Regions from separate parts of the Mus musculus genome. Here region 2 is linked to region 1. The links are chromatin contacts, called in public HiChIP or PLAC-seq maps. All regions are on one chromosome and are shown on one strand. Each heading gives the region's core, a stretch centred on a gene start, on an enhancer-like site or on the middle of the called end of the contact. The rest is flanking DNA. Distances are from core to core; before and after follow the strand shown.

What was found. HiChIP or PLAC-seq counts read pairs in DNA pulled down with a chosen protein or histone mark.
Region 2: an H3K4me3 HiChIP or PLAC-seq map of bone marrow-derived macrophages shows a contact between it and region 1, with 4 times the contacts expected there. The contact joins the promoter of Zfp518b here to the promoter of Otop1 in region 1. A contact is called at or near these places in 3 of 39 promoter capture datasets (the 3T3-L1 cell line, embryonic stem cells and neural stem cells), 4 of 115 datasets of contacts at active chromatin or transcription factors (bone marrow-derived macrophages, embryonic stem cells and stem cell-derived neural progenitor cells) and 1 of 9 other capture datasets (liver).

What each region holds. Positions count from the first base shown.
Region 1 is chr5:38,274,199-38,280,310 of GRCm38.p6, reverse strand. It overlaps Otop1 (otopetrin 1), which reads right to left and starts at 2,907. Exons shown (of 7, transcript NM_172709.3): 1 at 2,487-2,907. The coding sequence starts at 2,883.
Region 2 is chr5:38,681,928-38,688,039 of GRCm38.p6, reverse strand. It overlaps Zfp518b (zinc finger protein 518B), which reads left to right and starts at 3,214. Exons shown (of 3, transcript NM_001177902.1): 1 at 3,214-3,361; 2 at 5,258-5,555.

The DNA of each region.
Region 1 (6,112 bases), core at 1,658-4,157:
TAACTGGTAAGAAGGCTTTTCACTGGCTGCTCAGGGGGCAGGCACAGGTTCTGAGGCTACAGTCATCCCTCCCAGAGGAACTCCTCCCTAAATCAGCAAAGAGGACCCATAGTGCAACACTGTTACAAGATATTTAAGTGGATCAGAATTTTTTTTTATTGCAAAGAAAATAATTCATCCCTCACAGGAAGTAGAATGGAATATTTCCTGCCCAAACAGGTACTTTGCAGATCAAACCAAACCCTACAATTTCCCATAGAAAACCTCAGTGCCTGGAGTTTCGGGGTGGGGGGTCTCTAACCCAAAGCATGAGCCTCAGGGCACTGCCCTACCCGCTCCCCATACAGACAGGACAGAGACTCTACTACAAACCAGTCTATCCAGCTAAGAGTCCAAAGGAAACCTCCGTGTCTGCTGGGGCCAAGGTACTTCCTCTTGGCACCTTGGTAATGGTAAGGCACTTTTCGCTCCCAAACTTTCTGCAGGAAGGGCCAGCTCATGGTCATCTTCCTGCTCCTCCCCGTGAGGCAGCTGTGATTCTTATCTAACTCCTGTAAGAGCTGGAGCTCAGAAAGCTGACGGAGACGGAAGTGGGGAGTACAAGCCGTGTCTTCCAGACCAACAACTTTGCACAGCATGTGGGTCTCGTGGAAATAGGGACACTACTATGGGGCCACTTCCAAAGGGTGAGTGCTGTTCTCCAAGCTGCCACCTGGGACCCCAGAGAGCCTGTGCCAGTTCCTTCATTCTCTGTGGTACCACAGCACTCCACCCCACTATGCCCTTTATAGGTTCCTAGGCCACTCAATATTCCTTGATGTCTTGGCCTCCCCTGGACTCTCTGAGCATCTGGATACCATGAGCCCTCCCACTCACCCTCCTCCTGGGTACCATTTTCTGAGGGTTTGCAGTTTACTCTACTGGTCTCCATCTGCCTAACCTACTTCATCTCTACAGGCTGTCCGAAAGACATGGAGTGCGTCCACAGGGAAACCTTAGCCTGTTCTCTCTCCCTGCTTCTCCCTCGGGCTTCCCAACCTTGGGAAATAGCAGGCTCAGTCAAAGCAAAGAGGGGGAAGAATGGAGGGAGGCTTAAAGGAAGTGGGGGAAGAGGAAGGAGGAAAAGAGGAAAGAGAGCTACAAGGAGGAAGCAAGAAAGAAGGAAAAGGATGGTAAGGGAGAGAGACAGGAAGTGAGGGGAGAGAAGAGACAGAAGTCAGGAGGGAGGGGAGAGGCTGAAGGGGAAAGAGATGGAGGAGAGAGGAGGCGAGTGAGGGGAAAAGGATGCTTCTTTTTGGGAAAGGGTTAAAATGTCAACATCCTGGAGTAACAGTACCAGTCCTATCTATATGACATAGACCCCCCCACCCCACCCCCGTCCCCAGCTGCCATGCATAATCCACAAACCCACGAGCTCCCTCAAACTTCCATTTTCAAGAATTCAGATAGTTTGTGGTCATGCACAATTTTGTTGTTGTTGTTTTTGTTTTTGTTTTTTTTTTGTTTGTTTGTTTTGGTTTTTTTGTATTTTGTTTTTTGTTTTTGTTTTTTTTTTTTGGAGGCAAGATAAACTGATCTCTGAATGTCTCTACTCAAGGCAAGGGCAATTCTGATGGAAGGGCACTGAGGTCATACCCTTGAATCACTCTCTGGTCCAATCCGGCCTGAGATCCCCCTCTGCAGAGGCTCAGACTGGAGCTGGGGTCGTAGAAAAGCAGGGAATATGTCTGAGGTCAAGTGTGCAAAAATTGGGAGGCGGCCTCTGAGGGAAATTACAGTCTAAGATGAGAAAGTGGGAGGAGGCACCTTTGCCCTGGATCCCGGCTGCTCCCTTTGCCCTGGATCACAGCCCTCTCCCTTTGCCCTCGTGTCTCCAGCCCCCTTTGGCCCATTTGGGTCTGTTTTCAATATGGGCAGCCCCTCTAGCATGCAGTGAGGTCGTCCCTCAAGACCATGACCTCAGGACTCCCCTCATCCTCTCAGCACCTCCTCCAAGCCAGGCTCCTGTGACTCTCGGACCAAGCGTCACAGGCTCCCCCCAATGGGGTGAAGAGGCAGTCCAGGCCACAGCAAGAGTGGGAGTGTGAACAGAAACACAGAATGGAGCCGCAGGATACGCTTCAGTCTCAGGGAGGCCTTAGCCCATGAAAAGCAGGACAGAGGGAAGGGTGGAATAGCATTCCAAGAGAAGGAACCGAATATGCTAATACTGGCCGGAACTGAGTCTTTGACAGCCTACAGCCCAGGATGGGGGCTGAGAAAAGAGTTTATCTGAGGCCAGATCATAGAAGCCTTGAGTGCCAAGAGGGAGAGAGTGGCCTGCAAGCCCGAGCCTGAAACATTATAACAAAGTGTTAAGCAGGAAGACCTTCGAGCAGAGCCTAAGGCAGACAAGGGAAACTCGAGAGGAGGGCGGGAAAAGAGATGAGGTATAGAGCTAAAGTAAGGTAAAGAGCTCAAGGAGAGGCGTGGAGGGTAGCACTCACCGCGAAGCCAGCGCGCACCCGCGTGCGTGTCCTTGGGGCGGATGAGGCGGCGCTGCATGTAGCTGCGACCCACGTACCACAGCATCCAGAGCAGCTGCAGCAGCATAAGCGCGGTTAGAACGCACAGCAGGTCGCTCTTGCCCACACCCGTCGCGTGCACCGCCCAGGCCAGCAGGAACAGCAGCCCCGCCACGAACACGTTCAGTCCATACTGGCTGCTCAGAGTCTCCGCCAGCTTCTGCGGGACGCTGGCGCCGCGCCGGGGACCGGAAGCTTGTGGAGACCCTCGGGCTAGGGGAGGTGGGGACAGAGGGCATGCCGCGATCCCCGACGGCGCGGCACGCGAGGAGCCTGAGGATGCTGCGGGAGAAGAGGGCGCGCCCGGGCCCCCAGGCATCTTCCAGTCTGGTCCCCGGGCGGCTGCTCCCGCCCCGCACGTTGCTCCTGGCTCCTTTCCCCCACGCCCTCTGGGCACCAGCCCGGCTTGCCAGTGCCCTCAGATCCTGCTCTCCTCCAGTACACCCTGCCCTCAGTCAGGTGCCAGCCGCTGGCCTCCCTCCCAGAGCTCCTGATGGTCTACTCTGGTCCCTGCAACCCGTTGCCCCTGCCGCTGCGCCTCGAGCCCTGCTGCACCTCTGCCTTGCCAGTGCCACCCGCACCCCACCCCCGCGCCCAGCCCGCCTACCCCACCCCGGCTCCCCGGAAACGCGGGACTGCAACAGGTGCCGCCCGTCGGTTCCCGGACTGGTGGGGAGGGGTGGGATACCAGGGGACACACGGAATCGTGGGAGCCAGCTCAGAGGGTTGCTGAGGGCGTGGCTGCTCCAGGATTGTGTCCCCGACCCCTAGACTTTTGGGTGGGCCCTCAGGGGTCGAGCTTGCATGGGTCCTTCTCATCTGTGTGCCCTAATCCCTGTGGCTATCTACTGGTGTTTCTTGTCTCTGCCCTCGACCTGTGAGTGGCTCAGGGTAAGAAGCAGGGGATGGGCATCTTTGGGGGGGTCTCTCCGTTTGTCCCTTGTGAGTGCCTGTGTGGGGACCTGAGTGAGAGCCTCGACGATGGCTAAGTGGTGCCACTACACAAGGACATGTCATCCCTCCGTATCCTCTTCTGGAGATGATTCCAGAGAGAGCTGAGCAGGGGAAAAGGTCCCCAGTGGTCCCGTTGTAGTCTCGAGAGTCCAAATGCTTCCTTTCCAACGCTTTGCACTGAGACAGTCCCCTAGGCGCTCCGCTCCGGTGCCAAGAGGAAGCGCAGCGGATTTCTGCGAAAGAGCGTCCTATGGTTGACCGTGACCTGGAGGAGAGCCTGGAGCCCATCAGTGTGGTGCGAGAGGGCAATGGGGAGCAATCGGGACATCGTGCTCGGAGAGGGCAACGCGGGGCAAAGCACAGGCCGAGACGCCCGCTCCGCCTAGGTTTTAACGCTCTGCTGTAGCCGATTTCAATTTCTTCATATTTTAACAAGGAAACCCACGGGTTTTATTTGCACGACACCCTGCACACGGGCACGGCAACCGCTAATGATGACTGCTAAAGGGGGATGGGATGAAAGAGGCAAGACGTCTTGGGCCCAAGGAGTTCCGGAGACTTGCCTCGCCTTAAACATTAAAATCATTTGTTCATTCATTCCATTTATAAATAGGTAATCCACACTCAGATATTTTCTGCACTTAGTCCAGAGGACTCAGTAAGACCAGGCAGACCTGGAAGCCAATGGTCAGATGAGATCCGCTGTTTCCTCGGCAAAACTTACCAGCAATCCTAAGGCAACCCAGCCCTTCCAGGAGACACAGGCACCCCAGGAAACCCCCTGCCAAGAAGGCTGAGAGGGTCTCAGGAGGAGTCAGCATCTGCAAATGAATGCCATGCCTGGATTAGCTGTCCTGTGGAAAGCTAGAGGCAGTTGTGGCGAGGGGGTTCCATTGTGTGCTAAGAATGATTGAAATGAGACCAGTGGGATGCCTCCCCAGGTAAAGACACTTGACACCAAACCTGACAACCGGAGTTGGATGCCCAGCCCCCACATGGCAAAGGAGAGGGCAAATTTCTCCAGGTTTCCCTCTGTCCTCCATAGGTCCTCAGTGATACACACACACACACACACACACACACACACACACACACACACACAATAAATAACTAGACACATAATTGTAACTTCAAAAGCCCACAAATGTTATCCTAGTCAATCCCAAACCTACGTCACTCCACAGATTCCAACGAGCCTTTGATTGCCAAGGGACTGGATCTCAGAAGACATTCCCGTAAATGTATCCTGTCACTTTTCCTGCACACCTTTCCCGTGGTAGCTAGTCACTGGCAAAGTCAAACTGAGGTTGTTTTCCTTCTGAAATGATGTTCGAAGCATCGAAGAGTTCCGTGGCTCCCGTAGTGCATCCCTGCTCACCTTGCAGACAGTTTCCATCCCTCCGCGCACGGTGGTGGGGTAGGCATCAAAGTCAGAAGCCCACGTGGACAGAATGCTACCACATGCCTAAGAGGGGCTGCTTTTTCCCTCTCTGTCATTTCACTTTCTAGAGAGACCTTTTAATAAACATTAAAATGGTCTCTGAGCTAATACCATGGTCACGTGGGTGTATAGGGGGGGGGGGAATACACATACATGTGCATATGTGTAGAAACCAGAAGGCAACCTTAGGTGTCACTTGTCCAGAACGATTCCTGCTTCCTATCCTGCCTCACCTTATCACCTAGGCTAGGATGAGTATCAAGTGAGCCCCAGGGATCCACTCAACTCTGCCTCCTCGGTGCGGGGTTATAAGTGTGTGCCATCACGCTGACATTTTTTTAATGTATATTCTGAGGATTGAGCTTAGGTCTTCATACTTACGAGGCAAGCACTTTACTGACTGAGCTGAGGCTCCCAGTCCCTCCCATGGTCACATCTCCTTCATTAATGTGTGTGAGATCTCACGATGAGACACCCATAAGTAGACAGATGAGAATGTCAGCAACAGCCTGATGGGACATCCTGTGTGTCCAGCCCAGGAGGGAAAAAATCTCCACTCCCTCCATAAGAGGGCCCAACACAGCCCTACCTCTCCCAAGCAGATTCCCCAGAGTGAGATGCCCAGTGGGCTGTTTACTGCTGGGCTCATCCAACACTGTGGATTCCTGCTGCTCACAGTTCTTTTGAGGTGCAAGCTTTTATACAGTATCCATTGGAGATCCACCCTCAGCCTTCTTCCCCGGCATGTCTTGGTTTTCAGCTAGTTCATCTTTCCACATCATTGATCATCACTGAGCCTCCCAGAACCCACCCAGGGCCCTGGGCAGGTTTCTGCTCTTCACAGTTCTTTATTCAGACAAGACAGACCATACCAGTCAATCACTCGGCTCACAGGAAGAGGTTTTATTGACTACTGTCCTTCAGGGTCAGCACTAGGTGGGACTGTAAGACTGTAGGTGTCCAGTTTTAGGTTGGTGCCCTCTTGTCATGCAGAAGCACCTGTAAACATGGCCTGAGCTGCTTCTCCTCTCATGAGACAGTGTCACCTTACTGTGGATGTGGATTGAAGAATTGAGGCCACGAGGCAGGTGTCAGTCTGGAAGGGATATGGACCACCTGCAGGTCAACTTGTTCTACGTCTTACATGTCACAT
Region 2 (6,112 bases), core at 1,965-4,464, 410 kb before region 1:
CTCTTAATATCCAAAGACTGGCTCATTCACAGCTCTCCTACAGCTGGAGCAGTTTACAACAGGAAGGCTTGTAGTTTCTGAATGCTGAGTGACAGAAATCTGATTAGCCTTGCTGGAGGTTAGTAGCAGGAGGGTGTGGTGGCATTTACCTCTAATCCCAGCACTTGAGAGGCAGAGGCACAATGGGGTTCCTCTGAGGCAGAGGCCAGCCTGGTCTACACATTGAATTCCAGGCTAGCTAGGGCTACATAGAGACCTTGTCTAAAGCAAAGGGAGTCTGACCGGGTCAAGCTGTCTGCAGAGCCATGCTTTCTCCAAAGCTTTAAAGAAAAGTGGGTCCTTTTGGCTTTTGCAGCTTCTGATCACCACTGCTGGTTTGACTAACTATGTGACCGGTCTCTGCCTGTTTTCAATGCTGTCTTCTGTGTCTGGATACCTTTCCTGCCATCTCATTTCTCTTGTCTTCTGCCAAGGACACCTGCCATATTGGTCAAAGGCCCACCCTAACGACCTCCTTCTAATGTGGTTTCCTGCACAAAGACTATTTCCTAATAAGGCCACATTCACAGGGACCATGACAGAGGGCTTCAACATCTTTCTGTGGAGCATAATTCAGTCCACCTCAAAGAGATCTGGAACAAAAAAGTCCTTGGGCGAAATATTCTAGAGGGTGGGGGAAGAGGCTGAGAATGGCAGCATCCGAAGGGTGCAGTTTAGAATGTCTGATGAATTCTTTCCTGCTTGCCATCAAAAGACCCTGGAGGAGCAACACTTCAACCTTCGTGGTTTCATGAATCCTAGTCTATATCCCTGCCTGGCCCTTTCCCAGGCTGCAAATATCCCTTCTCTGCAAACCACTTTACCTCACCACACTGGGGATTCTGAGAACTGTGAGAATTACCAGTCTCTTCTCAACAGCCAGGAACTGTGACAGTCTAGACCAGTGATGCTCAACCTTCCTAACGCTGTGCCCCTTTAATACCGTTCCTCATGTTGTGGAGACCCCCAACTATAAAATTATTTTATAACTGCAATTTTGCTACTTCTGCTATAAATCGTGATGTAAATATCTGATATGGGACCCCCAAAGGAGCCGTTACCCACAGGTTGAGAACCACTGGCCTAGATGCTCTTGTTGAACACAGACAGCTGCCTGTTGGGGGAGGTCCTACTGTTGCCTGAATCTTGCATGAGAAGCCAGGGTTCCAGTAGGCTAGGAAGCAGGCCCATAGTAGCTCTATCTCCACAGAAGCTTCCAGACGATCCAAAAGCATCCTTCTGTCAATTCTGTGACTGAAGAAGGTGGGACTGTGATGTGTGGGTGGGGATGGAAAGGAGACACAACACTTGGAGCTAAAAGCTCTCTAGCACTGAGACTTCTGGTTCTCCTATGTATAACCGACTTTCCTGAGTGAGTTCTTTGTGTCACTAGAAGTTCTCAGGCATGATCAGGACATATTCCCAATGTTCTACTTATCATTAGCCTACTCTTGAGGGAGTCTCTGAACTTTGAACCTATTTGTTTTTGTTTCTGGAGAGCGGGTCCTTTAGTTTATTTAGCAGGAGAAAGAGAAAAGAGGAATAGGTGGTGTCATGTTTTGAATATGCTTGGCCCAGGGAGTGGCACAATTTGGACATGTGGCCTTGTTGGAGTAGGTGTGTCACTACGGGTGTGGGCTTTAGACTCCCACTCTGGATGTCCGTATTCTGCTAGCTGCCTTCAGATGAAGATGTAGAACTCTCAGCTCCTCCTGCACCATGCCTGCCTGGATGCTGCCATGTTCCCATCTTGATGATAAAGGACCGAGCCTCTGAACCTGTACACCAGCCCCAATTAAATGTTGTTCTTATAAGAGTTGCCCTGTGCTGAGCGGTGGTGGCGCACGCCTTTAATCCTAGTTCTTGGGAGGCAGAGGCAGGTGGATTTCTGAGTTCGAGGCCAGCCTGGTCTACAAAGGACAGCCAGGGCTATACAGAGAAACCCTGTCTCAGGGGAAAAAAAAAAAGAGTTGCCTTGTGTCTGTTCACAGCAATAAGACCCTAAAACAGGAAGATAGCTTAGGGTGTGGTCAAAGGCATTGTCTCATAGAGCAAGGCAAAGAATCTCTGCCCAGACTTTCTATGTCTGGTACCTGCTCTTTCAGGGGCTGGGAGCTTGCCCAGCAGCTGGCATTGTGACTACCTCTTCTTCCCAAACTCCACTCCTCCAGGTTGGATTTTGCCAAAGCCCGCCATCTCTTTCCAGCATCCAACTGACATCTAGGCGCTGATCTTTGCCACCCACCCAGAGGAAGGAACTGGAGTCCAGTCTTGGCTTCTTTTGCAGAGCTTTGAAGGAATCGTCTGCCTATTGCCCATGAAGGATCTGCACTTCACAGTGACGCTGCTCCCATGCAACCTTGCTGAGGGACAGTTTTGGTTTTTTGGGAAGCAGCATCAAAGTCACTTGTTGTGAGCCCACTAGCCATATGATTCCCTTCTTCACTTATTGTGAGCCCACTAGCCTTATGATTCCCTTCTTCACTTATTGTGAGCCCACTAGCCTTATGATTCCCTTCTTCCCTCAGAGTGGGACTATTTAAGACTGTCTTTTATCCAGTAGACTGTAGGTATGAACCTAATGTGAAAAGGGACCATTTACCTGCAGACATTGAAACTTAGGAGATAGACACAAACTCCCACACACTAAATGAGCTCATAGCATCTTCTGACTGTCTCTCCATCAATCCTTTCCCTGCTGACTGTCACAACGTGCACGAGATGAGGCCTTAGCCTTCAAATATGATCTTCCTTAGCTTTAGAAATGACTTCGTCGAAGCTTCTATGCCTAAGCCAGCTGCTAGCTGTATCCAAATCTAGGGCTGCAGGCCCATCTCCTTCACTAGGGCGCCCCTTGAAGCTGTGATGGCTGAAGACTTGAGCCCATTTGTTGTCGCTTCACTTACTTAACTGTAGAACTTCAAGCTCCTTGAGGGCAGGCACCAAATCCACCCTCCGCAGGACCCAAGGAGGGCCAGGCGCCCATGGATAGTCCATTGAACCCAAAGAGAAACGCACTCAGTTCTTTGCAGAGGAAGCTGCAGAGTGTGCAGGACGGAGGGATGCAAACACTGCACCCAGTGGGTGCGATCGCCCCCAAGCTCAGAGCCCACAGCCCAGGGGCAGTGAAGGGGCAACCTCAGGCGCCCGCCTCTCCGCTGCAGTCGCGCCGCATTGCGCACGCGCGCCGCCGGCCCGACTCCGCCCCCCCGGGTAGGGACCTACAGCGGGCGCGGCGGCGGCGGTCTGCGGGCGGTAGCCGGCGGTCTAGACGCCTGTCCGTCCGCTGGGATCTGGGACCGTGCGGTGCCGCGGCGTCCGGGTGAGTGGTGGTGCGGGGCGGTAGGGACCTGGGCGGGCGCGGCCGGGCGTGGCTCCACGGTTCCGCGTGCGCGCCTCCGGGCTAGGCGGATCGGGTCGGAGACCCACGGCCCACCCTGCGGCCTTTGTGCAGCGCCGGCTCAGCCCCGCGACTTGTCGCGCCGGGCGGTTGAGCCGGCTTTTTAAAAGATGCCTCGGCCCCGAGCAGGAAGTGTCGTCAGGAGGCCATTTTTAAAGCCTCTCGGCCTCTGAGACTGGCTTGACGCGGCTTTGGCTTTCAGCGTTTGGAAGACACCCCATCTGTGACCGGCCGGCCCTGAGGGGACGCGACGGTGCGACTCTCGCACTCGCACCTCGCTCAGCGCCACAAGGCGCCCTGGCCTCGCCGGGCAGAGCGTGCATCCCTGCGAGCGCGCCAACAATAAACTTGAGGACCACGCTGGCATTGTCTTTGGAGCGGGTGTCGGGGTGGGCCTGTCCACAGAAGACCTGATTCTGGGTGGGATGAGTCTTGATGTCACCTTTTGCACGACAGCTCCATCGCAGCCTTTCAGTTTGATCCTGTTGCCTGGAGTTAAGAGATTGGGTGCAGATTAAGGCTAAGGAAAGGGTGCAGAAAAGGAGAAAGAACCAATGCAAAGTTTATGACCCGAAAAGGGAAAACCAAAAGATCGGAAATACCAAACTCCTCTTGTTTGTTGGGTATTTGATCTACCCCCATTAAATTACTTCTGCTATTAAAAAATATAGAATACCAACAATATTTATCAATTTTTAAAAGTGAACCATCAAGCACGTTGTCCTATTGAAAAATAGCCTACCAACCCAAACTCAATGTTGTGTTTGAGCTCTTAAAACATTACACCTTAAGTTTAGAGTTGAAATCACCTTCGAAGACAATTCCCCGAGCACCCTGAGCTTGCAACACTTGCTACAGAAGAGTAGCCAGCTAGCTTGGGAAGGTGTCTCAGTCCCGCTAAGTCACACATACAAAGTTAAGCCCAGTCCAGGACTATACCGGAGAGTATGCCCTTCCCAAGGATTCTGGAAGCCCAGAAATATTAATATGCTTGGAGTGCCATATTCAGCCTTTTAAATTGCAGGCATTATCCTTATCGAAGGCGTGCATTTATTTAAAATATGTTTTTCTCTTGAATCTGTTATGTTAGCCCTGGCAGGGGCATCTGATGTATCCGGCCCTGTTATGCTGGTGGCTGTTGAAGACTAAAGGGGGGCTTTGCCTTCTCTCCTGGCTTCCTCTGGATGGCAGTCATTAATTTTCAGCCCACTTAAAGAAAGCTATATTTTCTTTCTTGTCTATCTGCCATTAAGTAAGAGGGTCTGGGACAGTGTGTGTGTGCAAGAGGCAGAACAAAGGGCAGGTTCATAATTGTCACTGCCAGGGCTGCCATTTTCCTTAGGCACTCCTGGATCCTCTGAGTCAATGCAATGGCCGGCCTTTCATGACCAAGTCTGCTGACACTGTGGTAAGTGGGGGTCCTTCCCAGTGAGGATTCTCCCTGCCTTGATTGTTCCTAAAGTGCCTTTGATCTCCACTGCATGCTGTTGCTACCCTGCAAACGCAGCCACCTGCAGAAAAGTGGCTGGAGACTATCTAATCCAGACTACTGTCCCTTCATGGGTAGGGTCATGGGTAGGAGCGGGTAACACAGGGTAGCCTGGGAAGGCTTCTGAATCAGCCGTGAGCCCCACTCCAGCAAGGAAGCCCTCCATTTCGTTTAGGTTCCCAGGAAGCCCTCCTTTTTAAGCTTAGACTGGCTGCCGTTGAGAAGCGTTTAGAAGGTTGATTTGTTTTGCCCTTTCTTCAATAAATATATCCAAGAGACCACATCTTGCAGATCCCAGACTTACACCCAAGTGTCTGACTCTGTTGCAGGCCCGTTGGCGCAGCCCTGGCTTCCAAGCATAGATGTCTACACCACGGGCCTGAAGTCCTGAGACTTGTCCTCGGTGGCTAACAAGGCCTGAAAGAAAAGGAAGAGCCATAGAGACTTGCCACACTCTTGACTTCTGGGCCTGGAAAAGCAGTGCCCAAGAGGCCAGGAATCCTGGCTGTAACCTCTGCTCACAAGACGGGAGTGTTAGCTGGATGCTGCCTGCCACCACTTTCCACCTCAGTGTGACCTAGAAAAAGCCACATACCATCTCCTGGCCCTTCGTTTTAAAAGAAGCAGGTAATTGAAGTTTTGTTTCAAAGCTTGTCTAGGACCATATGAACCTGCTCCTACGGGCAGCCTTCATGACTAAGGCCAAGCAAGGTACTGCAGCATAGGCAATCAGCCAGCAATTGAGAGCTCTCAGTCGGCTTCCTGATAACAGGATCCACATTGAACTTGCCCATTTACTTCTGGCTCCACTTAGACTCCTTAGGGACAGCAACCCATCCAGGGGTGGCCTAGCACAGTTCTCGTCTGTGCTGTTTGCACTTAGCCGTGCCCAGACCCTGTGGCGGGAGAGCAGGGACATTCTGATTGCTGAGAGTCTACCTCTCAAAGACCTTGGTATTCCCAAGGTTGTGCTACAGGTCAGTGGCAAGGCCTTGACTCTTACGAGTTTAGACACCTCACTACTCTAAAGGCAGTGGCCTGCCCGCACCTTCGGTGTGAGGTCTACAGAGTGGCAGTTTTTCTTGCCATCCCCCCGCTTTCCTAAAATTCAGATGGTTCCCAACCCGAGTCGCATGCAAGAATCCTTTTCGAAGCCTTGTAGACTTATGTATGGATTCTGCCCT